Regions from separate parts of the Gossypium hirsutum genome. Here regions 1, 3 and 4 are each linked to region 2. The links are chromatin contacts, called in public Hi-C maps. All regions are on one chromosome and are shown on one strand. Each heading gives the region's core, a stretch centred on a gene start, on an enhancer-like site or on the middle of the called end of the contact. The rest is flanking DNA. Distances are from core to core; before and after follow the strand shown. Region 1 holds the start of LOC107886143 (malate dehydrogenase, chloroplastic). Region 2 holds the start of LOC107948596. Region 3 holds the start of LOC107897682 (geranylgeranyl diphosphate reductase, chloroplastic). Region 4 has its middle 21 kb from the start of LOC107886147.

Region 1 (2,700 bases), core at 38-2,537, 610 kb before region 2:
AACCGATAGATCTATCAATCCTTTCAATCATAGCCAGAAAACAATAGCAAGGGACTTATTCTATGAAACCAAACGTATCAATTTTGTATTCATTATACAAAATCCTGGTCAGAAAATTAGCTCCTATAACCGAATAGAAAAATGCCGAGATCCCACTTCTTTCAAAGCACACGTCTAGTCAATAACAAATTACAATTTTATTCAAAAAGGCAAATCAGGTTTCTTCTATTTAAAATTGGACGCCATATCTGGTTAACTTGGTGTGAGTTACCATATTCCTTCCATTAATCACATTCTCAACATTAGTTTCACAAACTTGAAATAAATAATCATGTGAACGGCATCAAATATCCCTTATGGATAATCCCCAAATTGAATGTTGATTTCAGGAATTTCAATATTCAGGAACCCCTTTTCACAAATCATTGAAAATAATAACCGGGTTTATCTTCAAACAATTCCTCCAAAGCATCAAAAGATGAGTTCATCTCTTCTCCCAAACATTTAACTCAAGGCAACATAAGAAAAATCCAGAAACACAATGCCCAACATTTCAAGAGATACCCAACCAGAACACTATGTTTCCAAATTCCAAGCTCGAAAAAATGAAAGAAATGTCAATGAAATAAAGAAACCGATAGTATAGATCTAATCAATATTGCATCTTAGAAGAAAGCAATAAAATGACTATCAGAGACAAGCAAACAGAGCAAACCCAGATAATGGTTCGGATTAATAAACAAAACCCAAATTATATTTGGACAAAGAAACAAACCCCATAGCTTAGAATTCAAGAATTACAACTGGAAATAAAGATCAGAAACTAGTTAAGAAAAGGAAACAAACCTTTGAGATCTGAAATGGGGGGGAGAGAGAGAGATGGAGAGAGAGCACGCTTAACTTAAGGGAAGCAAAGTGATATGTAAGAAAAAAAATAGGCTTTTTAATTCGGCTTTTGGTATTTATAGGAGAAACTGGACCAATAAACTTCGAACAAGGCACCAAAATTTTGGACTTTCACCTACTCTTTCTGGCCTGGAGTTACAATTATATTTTTGAGTGTGTACCGAATACACCGCCGCTACCTGGAAAGAATCTACCAAAAAGTGTTTGATTTTGTTTTAGATTATTTCAAGTTTTTGTTGGCTTGCCAAGAAGAAATTGTGGCCGATGGTTGAATGGATGGTTTCTACTTTCTACAGCTAAGATTTGCTTGCCTTTTCCGACCCTTTTTAATTCCTCTTTCTTTCCTTTTTTCCTTTTTTTTTCTCTTTAATCAAAGTATTTTGTTTTTCCTTTTCACAGAAATGATAAATAAATAATAGAGGTGACGTATTAATGATTTTTTTACTAAATTATAAAAAATTATAAAATGATGATCTAATTATTAATAAATTCTTTTATCACCTAAATATAAAAAATTATAAAATAATTACTTAACTATTTAATTTTATATATTTTTTAGTTTGACTAACATAAAAACAAAAACTCCGATAAACTCAAGATAATTTGAGCAACCAAAAAAAAAACATAATTAGATGACTACTAATTAATTTACCGAAAAAAACTTCTAAAATTTAATGTAAAAATTAAGAATTAATTACACTAAACATCCCTAAATTATGACCCTCATTTTAAATTGATCTCTAAGGTTTAAAACATTCTAATTACATGCTCAACTATCGGTGTTATATCAATCAAGTCATTTCATTATTAATATCGCTAATTTAACCATTAAATAAAACATTAAATCTTATATGACAATTTAAAATAATTTTTTTAAAAAAATAAAATATTGTCTCACAACTTTTAAAATTAAAAACTAAAATAAAATAAAATTGAAGAAAGAGAGAGTGAAGGAAAAAGTTTCTTTAAAAATTTTAAAAATCTCAAATCCAAGATTTTTGCAATATTCATTTTTATTTTAAATTATGACAGATGAGTCTATTTAACGGTTAAAATGACAATTTTAATAACGAAAGGATCTTACTAATATAACATCAATAGTTTAGGAAGTAATTAGGGTGTTTTAAAGTTTAGGGATTAATTTAAAATAAGAATCATAACTTGGGATGTTTGGTATAATTAACTAAAAATTAAAGTATAATTCAGGGAACAATTTACTAATAAAGCATTTTCTTTTTTGCTAGATATTTTGGTTACTTTTTATTTTGTTCATTTTATTCGACAACTTGTAATAATAATTTCTTATGGTTTCCTCTTTTTTATTTATTGAAAACATATAGTAAAACATATTAAATTTGGAGGATTCATCGTAAAAAATAAGTTAATTTTACACATTTACATAATTTTTTTTGTAAAATTAATATTTTAATAATTTAAAAGGTTATTATGTTAATTTGCCACTACTTTAGACGTAATATTTTACTTTCATTGATATGTATGAATTAAAAGTAAATTTACCGCTATGTTTTTACTTTACATTGATTTTTGTCTTTTTACTTTTATTTGATTGAATTTTCTGGCTAAAATTATTTTTTTTTGTTGTGTTTTGCTATTCAATTTCAAAAAATTTGAAGACAAAACTTAATAAAAATATTTTTTATATATTATTTTAATTTTTGACATTAACAAGGTAATTAAAATAATATTAAAATTAATAAAATGGTTATTGTAACAGCTCGATTTTGGGCCTAGTCAGAACAGTGGTTTTGGGACCACAAATCCAAAGTTAGAGAA
Region 2 (2,700 bases), core at 71-2,570:
GAACATAATAAGAAAGAATAAAAATTCTTTTCTCAACACTTTCAACTCTTGACCAATTTCCAGAAGATAAAAAAAATTAAAACTAAAACTCGTTTCTTAATAATAGATCTGTAAAATTCTCTTCTACTCTCCATCAATTTCTAGAATATAACAAGAAAGAATAAAGATTTATTTCTCAATAGTTTCAACTCTCAATCAATTTCTAGAAGATAACAGAAAAACTAAAACTAAAACCCATTTTTTAATAATAGATCTATAAAATGTGATTTGGAGAGGGAAGCTTTCTTACTCATTTTTCTTACATATAACAGATAAATAAAGGGAAAAAGCAAGAAGATAAAAAAAGAATAAGCTTAAATTAGTGGCTTTTGGAGCAAGTGAAATAGTGGACAATGGCGCCACCGGTGGTGGACTGTCAGTAATTGATTCCATTTCATGTTAAGAGAAAAGATTAGATGAAGAAGATGAGTGGTTAAGAGTGATGATGAAGAAGATGAGAAGAGAAAAGATTAGATGAAGAAGATGAGAGAGAGGGACAATAAAAAAAAGATTAAATTTTTTATAATTAGGTGGGTGTTAAATCAATTTTAAAAATAATTTTTTTAAATATAAATACATGAATTTTTATATAGTACCATATACAAAATACCCAAAAGAAATTTTCAACAAATTAATATTTGAAATATAATTTATAAAAATATCTCTTGATATTAATTTTTACCATAATATTCTTATTTTATTTGTAAATATAATTAATTTAGATATGCAAAATATGTATCAATAAAATAAATAAATAATAATTTATCTAGTTTAAGGGTTATAATATGTATTAATTCATATTTTAGGTAAAATTTTACTAAAAATTATATTAAGAATGTTATTAAATTATATAATTTTATTTTTATTTAATTATATTTAGTAATAATTATATTAAAACATGATTAAATTATTTATTATTTTAATTATAATCTTAATAAAATTTAATAACGATAATTATGTACTTAAAAAAATCTATTAAAGGTACTCTAGTTATTTTTGCCTATTTTCTTATATTATTACAATATCATTTCATTGAATCAAATATAAAAATATCATTATAATTTTATTCCATTTCATTCAATCAAACAACTAAATTACTAATTATAACTCTATTCTTTCGTAATTCTATTGCATTAGAGCCAACCAGAGTTCACTTATTTTGGTTTAATGTATAAGAAATCTGCTTTAATCAGAATCTTTATCCTAGCCAATGATCTTACGCCACGCGTTTAATTTCACGTGCCGCTTAGATACTGCAGTTTACATAATTGTAATCGACGACTAAAAGAATTTGCTTTTTGTACTTCACTTTTTTCCTTTGTCGCTTTGGCACTTCAAACATTCAAAACTCGCTTGCTCGGCAGTGATCTCTCAGTCTCTCTCTGAAGAAACCAGAGGAATCATCGGCGAAATCGAGCGATGGCCGGAGATTCTGCGACGAAAATCAAAGCCTATGCGGTGCCTGCGGTTCTATTCTCTCTTTCCATGTTATATCAGCTCGTTCTTCTCCCTCGTGCCTTTCCCCCTTCTCATTACGATGGTGAGTCCCAACTGTGTATATATATTCGTATTTTTATCAGTATATTGGACTTTGTTGCTGGAATTTTTTGGTTTAAGAAGTATAGTGATTTTTAACTTATTAAATGAGTGGTAGTTTTGGGATTAAAGACATATTGTTCAATGGAAGAAGTGAAAGAGGCGTACGAGAATCTTGAATCCAAATGGTAATTCTTCAATTTCTTTCTACTTAAATTTTTACAATCTTTTTTTAGATTGAAAGAAAAGATTGAAGAGGTTAACATATTGATTATCTCAAAATAAATAAATATGAAATATAATATATTATGACGTTTCAAAATATATGAATATCACACGGATATACGAATTGCCAGGCTTTGATTAATTTGTTGGTTTTCGGACTTTACCATTTCTTGTTCGCATGTCTTCAATCGTATTGTTTCAGGAATTCAGGACTGGAAATTCCTACTACCACTGAATTTATCAAGGTCGGTTAGTTAAACTTCTTTCTTCAATTTTATTTACTTATTTGTTTTCTTTGTTTCTGCAAAAAAAAAAAAAGAATAAGAAGAAGTTAATTCTGTTTTTTAGCAATTTATTGCTCCTAGCATTTTGAATTATTAATAGTTACGTTACTTTCTTTGCTGCCTCACTACTTGCATTTTGCTTGCGGAAGTACAAAAGAAAAAAAATTGCATATCATACATGAGTAAATACTAATATTTCTGAAGAATTTAGAGGATGTACTCCATCGGTTTACAACCATTATGCTAGAATTAATGTAGCTTCTTTGCCATTTGGTAAATTTTAATCAATTACCATCAACTATGATTTATTTTCAACCATTTGTTTTTAAGTAACTTTTTCTAAGACACAGAAAGCAAGCAGAAAAAGCAACAATCGCATGTAGTTTTAACATTGCTCCTCCATGATTAGATGAAGTCACATTTAGCCTTAGCTAAATGAACATCGTAGGCCATTATTGAAGATGCTGAGGTCAAATTATATAGTAATTCCATGAGTATATGGTGTTTATCATCTTGTTGCAGATTCGGTATGCTTATGAGCTTTTGACAAATCCCATATGGAAAAGGAATTATGATGTATTTGGAATTAATGAGCAAGATGTAAGTATTTCTCTGC
Region 3 (2,700 bases), core at 144-2,643, 570 kb before region 2:
TTGTGATCCCAGTCTTTTATATCCAAATAAAAAGGACCAATTAGTGTTCGTCGCTTGACCGGTTAACCCTATAGATTACTTCCTTTCTATAAATTTAGTGCATATATTTAACTCTATAAACTATTGTCTTTCTATAAATTTAGTGGAAAAGAAACACTTCCACAAAAAGGATGAGCCCCACAATGAATATTTTGAGCTAAACCATGCATTGAATAAGAACCTGAGATCTTGTTTAAGGGGACATTGAGCTCTTTACCAACACTCAACCAACAAACATCAAATAATAGTACTACATTAATAAGCATACTTAAGCATCCCAATGGTAAAGAGAAGCCTTTGCTACTGTTAGATTTCAAGTTTAAATCCCCAACTTATATGTGAAAGGGTGTTCAATTATGATCCTAATTTCTACTTATTCATACATGGATTCTCGGGAAAAATAAGCAAATCAACAACAAATAACTCGAAAATGGGTAAAAATATTTGTAAAAGAAAATTGAAATCTGTCTCAGAACAATATATATTACATATGCATGTACCTGAAATGCAATGGCGTAATCATAATCGCCAGCATTAATGGCTTTAGCAACACGAGAGTTAGCGCCATCAGCTCCAATCACAGCATCGACTTCCAAAGTGGCTTTGGCTCCCATAGCTCCTTTCTTCCCATCATACTCGGTGTAATGCAAAACATAGGGTTCTTCCCAATGTTTAGGCATATCCATCTTTAAGAACAGCCCATTTATAACGTTAGCTCCATTCTCCTTAGCTCTGTCTCTCAAGTAAGCGTCCAGTACTTCTCTTCTCACCATCCCAATGTATTCATGTGGTTTCAACGTTTGCCCGATGTCGACGGCAATGTTGGAGGGCGAAATCATCTTCATCTTGGTGACTCGCCGGTCGATGATATCCAAAGGCAAGTCAAATTCACCCACCATGCAAAGCGGGATGGCTCCGCCGCAAGGTTTGCAGTTGTCCAGTTTTCGTTCGATTAGGAACGTTTCTATGCCAGCCTTCGCGAGAGTTTCGGCGGCTGAGCCTCCTGCCGGACCACCCCCTATGATGGCTACCCTGAGGTTGCGGTTGCTTAGTTTTGGAGAAGTTTTGGCGGCTGACACATGGAATTTGACAGCAGGTTTGGAAAGGGTGGTGGTAGTGGAAGTGGGGCTGTGGACGGCGGAGCTATGGCGGAGGCCGTGGAAGGGCTTGAAAGCAATGGAGCTCATTTTTGAGAAATGTCAGAACTGAGGAAATGAAATCTTCAGTGGGAGTGTATTTGTTTTTGTAATAAAAAGGTGGATATGGTTGGGGATATGAGAAGGAAGTGACCGTTGGATTTGGAAAATAGACGGTGGAGATTGGGTTGTGGATATTAAGAGATAGATTTCGAGTTTTGTGCAGAAATTGCAGTTGAGAGTTGAGATTCGATGTATTCTATGGTTAGCTTTGTGCCACGTCATGCACTCTTTTTCTGGTAAATACGTCCGTTACCTTTCTGCATGCACCTCTATTTTAAATATAATATAAAGTGTGAAAATAACATAAGATATTTTTGGTAGGCATTTATCACTCTATTTTTTTCTGGTTCAGATCATAAAATCATTATCTTTTAAATAGGATTTAAAGTTTTATGCTTTTCAATTAATTTTTTTTTAAATTATTTAATTGTTGATTTAATCGAATTTTTAATAAGTTTAACTGTTATGTGTAAATTCATAATCTAATTTATTTAAAATTACTTTTCGAATCAATACCTTAATCGATTTTTGATCCAATCGATATTTAATTCGATTAAAATTTTAAATCACAAATATAATAGTTATAAGATTATATTTGACCACTTAAATTTTTAACGTTGTGTTATCATTTTATCCACAATACATAAAAGGATAGATGATGAATATATCAAATATTAACCTACAATTATATATTGTCAAACAGTTTAAATATATGTGAATCTATTTATTTTATATATTTTTATACATTATAATATATTAATTTTTTAAAATTTAATAAATTGTTTGTATCTTAGTTTTATATTGTTTTTAAAATTATTAAATTTAGATTTAATTAAAGCACTTTTCCAAACTTATTTATTTGATTTTAGTAAATCTTGTAAAATTAAGAAGCCAAACATACGTGGGAAAATTAGGGATATATGTTAAACTTAAAACAAAATTAGGGATTTAGGTCATTTTAATAAAAAAAAATTAGAATAATAAGTCGATTTTGGAAAGAAAAGGCAAAAACGCAACCTATATGACACATTTTCAGGTGACGTGGCATTAGGATAGGACAAAAACGCGTTCTATAAGATGTGCTTTCACCAGAATATGAAAGCCCTCTAAAGGTAGTAAATAATATTTATTTATAAGGAGAAATAGAAGAATCCTAGTTAAATAAAAATAGCACAAATAATGTTTATTTAATAGAAAATACTCTCCTACTCTAACACTTGATAATTTAATCCAACCCAATATTTATTTATTATTTCTCAAAATAAATATTATTTTATTTAATTAATTTCATTAATCAAATTAACTAAATTAGTTTTCCAATTAAATAATTTTCTCAACCTCATTCTAATCCAGTTAAAGTCATTACTACTAACCATGACGGTTTTATCGTAAAAAAATCTATGAGGAAATATATTTAATTTTCATACTTAATGCATGCATTTATAAGAACTAATTAATTTAA
Region 4 (2,700 bases), core at 139-2,638, 540 kb before region 2:
TAGTTTTACGAACGTGCTTACATACATAGATATAAAGAAAACTACGTGTATAAAATACATGAATTTAATAATATATATAAATATAGATTAAACATAGGTGTCAATAAAAATATATATAATAATTAAATATATATATTATGTAGGACTATATAATAAAATACAAGGATAAGTTTAAGAAATCATATACATAAAAATAATATAAGGCTGATGATAAAAATATATATGTGAAATAAAATCAACTTTAATACAAAGTATAAATATATGTATAATAACGTATAAAAAATATTTACCAAAGTGATAAAGAAAGAAATCAAACCATTAAATAACTTATAATAAGTAAACAAGGATAAAAAAAAGTTGAACGTGTCTTAAAAATGATAATAAGCCATAAAATGAATAAATACAAAGGACCTAATTAAAATAAAATCGGAAATAAAAGAGACAAATTATAAACAAAATCAACTGGCAAAATAACAAAGGGGATCGGCGTGCAACACCTGTGAATGCGCAGGGACCAAGTCTGGAAATAACCCAGACCCCCAAAACACAACGCTGAAGTTCAGATCAAAGTGCAAACGCACGCAAAATTACAGGGAAATTTAAAAGAAAGAAAGAACTGCGAATATAGGCTGATTCGAATGCCGCGCGAAAGGGGAAGGACCTATACGGAAAATATCCCTTACCGCTAAAACACGCGGGTCATCGGGGCAAATAACCGGGTCGGGTCGATAAGCCTATACGACGCCGTTTTGAGGCCATGGTAGTAAGCCTCAAACGACGTCGTTTCTACACACATAAAAACCCCCTTTTTATGCCAGATTTTCATTCCTCCAAACCCTAGCCCCTCTTATCTCCCTCTCGTCTGATCCTAGAACTCCCCCTTTAGTGCCGATCTGCGACTATCAGCAGAGACGAACAACCTCGGGTTCCAAAGGACGACCATTTCGGCCGTGGGATCCCTTCTAAACCCCGATTTCAACGAAATGAAGGGGAAACGATGGCCAACTCGCAGGGTAAACCTCTCTTTCGCTTTCTTTTTTTGTTTTTGAGATATATTTTGAAGTAAAAAAGAAAATAGAGGCGTAAAAATAAAAACAGGGAACAACCTTTGAAGAATATTCAACTTCTTTGTATTTGATTGCTATTGTGTATATTCTCTATTTTTGCATTTTTTGTTGTGTATTTGCGCGTCAATGTCTCCCTTTACAAGATTAAAATCTGGCTTTTTATAGCCGAAAAGAAAGAGGAAGAATTCGAAATAAAATACAATGTTTTTCTCTTGTTTGCACTTGCTGTTGGTTTCCTTGTCTGTTTGCAGGTGTGCGGGTACGGGGCCAGCTGGCATTTGGCGTGGAGGTGTACGGAGGCGCTAGAGATTGTTGAGGTTGCTGCGGCGCAAGGGAGAGAACCCTAGGGTTCTTCCTGTTCTAAAATCTTTGGGCCATTTGGGCCGGTGTAATTTTGGTGTTGGGCCAAGGCATTGGTTTGGGTATTGGGTTAGGGTATAAGTTTGGGCATTGGGTCACTGTAATTGGACTTAGGTATTGGGCTGTAAATAGAATATTAATGGACTGTTTTGTTTATTCTTTTTTCTTGGTTTATTTTGGGTTTCAAAAGGGACCGGGCAAATTGGCCTATCTACAATAAATAAATAAATAGACCTAAATTTACTTAAATTTTCACATGTAATTTAGATAGGTGAAAGCACAAAGATCCTTGCTATGATCTTTAACTTGTTAGTGACATCTTTTACCATGCACCAAATCTTTGATCTTTATCTCAAAAGCTTCAATTTTTTTAGACAAAGAAAAAAAATTATATCTGAAGATTTTGATCCTAAACTTCTTTTTACTTTTTAGCCTTTTAATTTATTTCAAAATCAAAATTTATTAAGTCATGATGATGATACGCAGCAATAAATAGACAAAAGACAATGAAAGAACAAAAGAAATATAAACAAAAAATAACAAGGTCATAAAAAAAAACCAAGGAAAATGAGGATACATAGCAAAAAATAAAAAAAATAAATCACAAATACAATAGAAGAGATGAGTTTAACGAAAAGAAGATGAGAAAAAGAAGAGGAGGGAGAATAGAAAGAAAAAAAAATGGAAGAAAGAAAAATTAGAGAAAATAAATAAATAGGAAACAACAACAAAGTTAGAGAAAATAAATAAATAGGAAACAACAACATTTCATTAAATTTATCGAGGGATTAATTAAATCAATCTATTTAATTAATAAAAGTTACCAAATTAACAATTTTTTAAATTATAAAAATAGAAATAACTTAAATTTAAAGTGGTTAATAGGGTAGTTTATCATAATAATAATTTCGGAGGCAAATAAACTATAAAAATCTATAAAAATATGACATAAGTATTCTTAGTTTTTGTAAATTTAGAATTTAATCATTATATTATTATTTTTAAGAATTTAGCTTTATTAGATTTTGAAATTCAGGTTCAATTATTAAAACTGTTCAAATTATTTTTCATCCAAACAATTAGAAAGTTTAGAAAGTTTAGGAAAAAATTAGAAAAATTTACATTGCAGGGGTCACACAGTCGTGTAACATTCGAAATAGGGACACACGGTCATGTCCCAGCTCGTGTCCGTGCCTGTGTAACTCACTGACTTGGATCATATGACCAAGCCACACGCTCGTGTGCCAGGCCATGTGCTAGGCCATGCAACTTT

Evidence for each region. Hi-C and Micro-C count contacts between places; a contact is called where the count stands out from the background.
Region 1: a contact with region 2 is called in a Hi-C map of leaf, with 1.7 times the contacts expected there. The contact joins the promoter of LOC107886143 here to the promoter of LOC107948596 in region 2. A contact is called at or near these places in 2 of 34 Hi-C or Micro-C datasets (leaf and seedling).
Region 3: a Hi-C map of leaf shows a contact between it and region 2, with 1.9 times the contacts expected there. The contact joins the promoter of LOC107897682 here to the promoter of LOC107948596 in region 2. A contact is called at or near these places in 3 of 34 Hi-C or Micro-C datasets (all in leaf).
Region 4: a contact with region 2 is called in a Hi-C map of leaf, with 2.4 times the contacts expected there. The contact joins the enhancer-like site here to the promoter of LOC107948596 in region 2. A contact is called at or near these places in 3 of 34 Hi-C or Micro-C datasets (all in leaf).

The regions. Positions count from the first base shown.
Region 1 is chrA03:18,019,300-18,021,999 of Gossypium_hirsutum_v2.1, forward strand. It overlaps LOC107886143 (malate dehydrogenase, chloroplastic), which reads right to left and starts at 1,288. Exons shown (of 2, transcript XM_041096753.1): 1 at 847-1,288.
Region 2 is chrA03:18,626,939-18,629,638 of Gossypium_hirsutum_v2.1, forward strand. LOC107948596 reads left to right here and starts at 1,321. Exons shown (of 20, transcript XM_016883210.2): 1 at 1,321-1,579; 2 at 1,694-1,763; 3 at 2,003-2,045; 4 at 2,607-2,684. The coding sequence starts at 1,459.
Region 3 is chrA03:18,061,327-18,064,026 of Gossypium_hirsutum_v2.1, forward strand. LOC107897682 (geranylgeranyl diphosphate reductase, chloroplastic) reads right to left here and starts at 1,394. Exons shown (of 2, transcript XM_016823212.2): 1 at 540-1,394. The coding sequence starts at 1,226.
Region 4 is chrA03:18,082,348-18,085,047 of Gossypium_hirsutum_v2.1, forward strand. No RefSeq gene overlaps it. Among protein-coding and RNA genes, the nearest start is that of LOC107886147, 21 kb to the right of the region's middle. Within about 2 kb of position 1,389, at least 9 of the 9 cell types and tissues checked have an H3K27ac peak or open chromatin away from gene starts, as enhancers often do. A contact at or near this core is called in leaf, where this site is marked.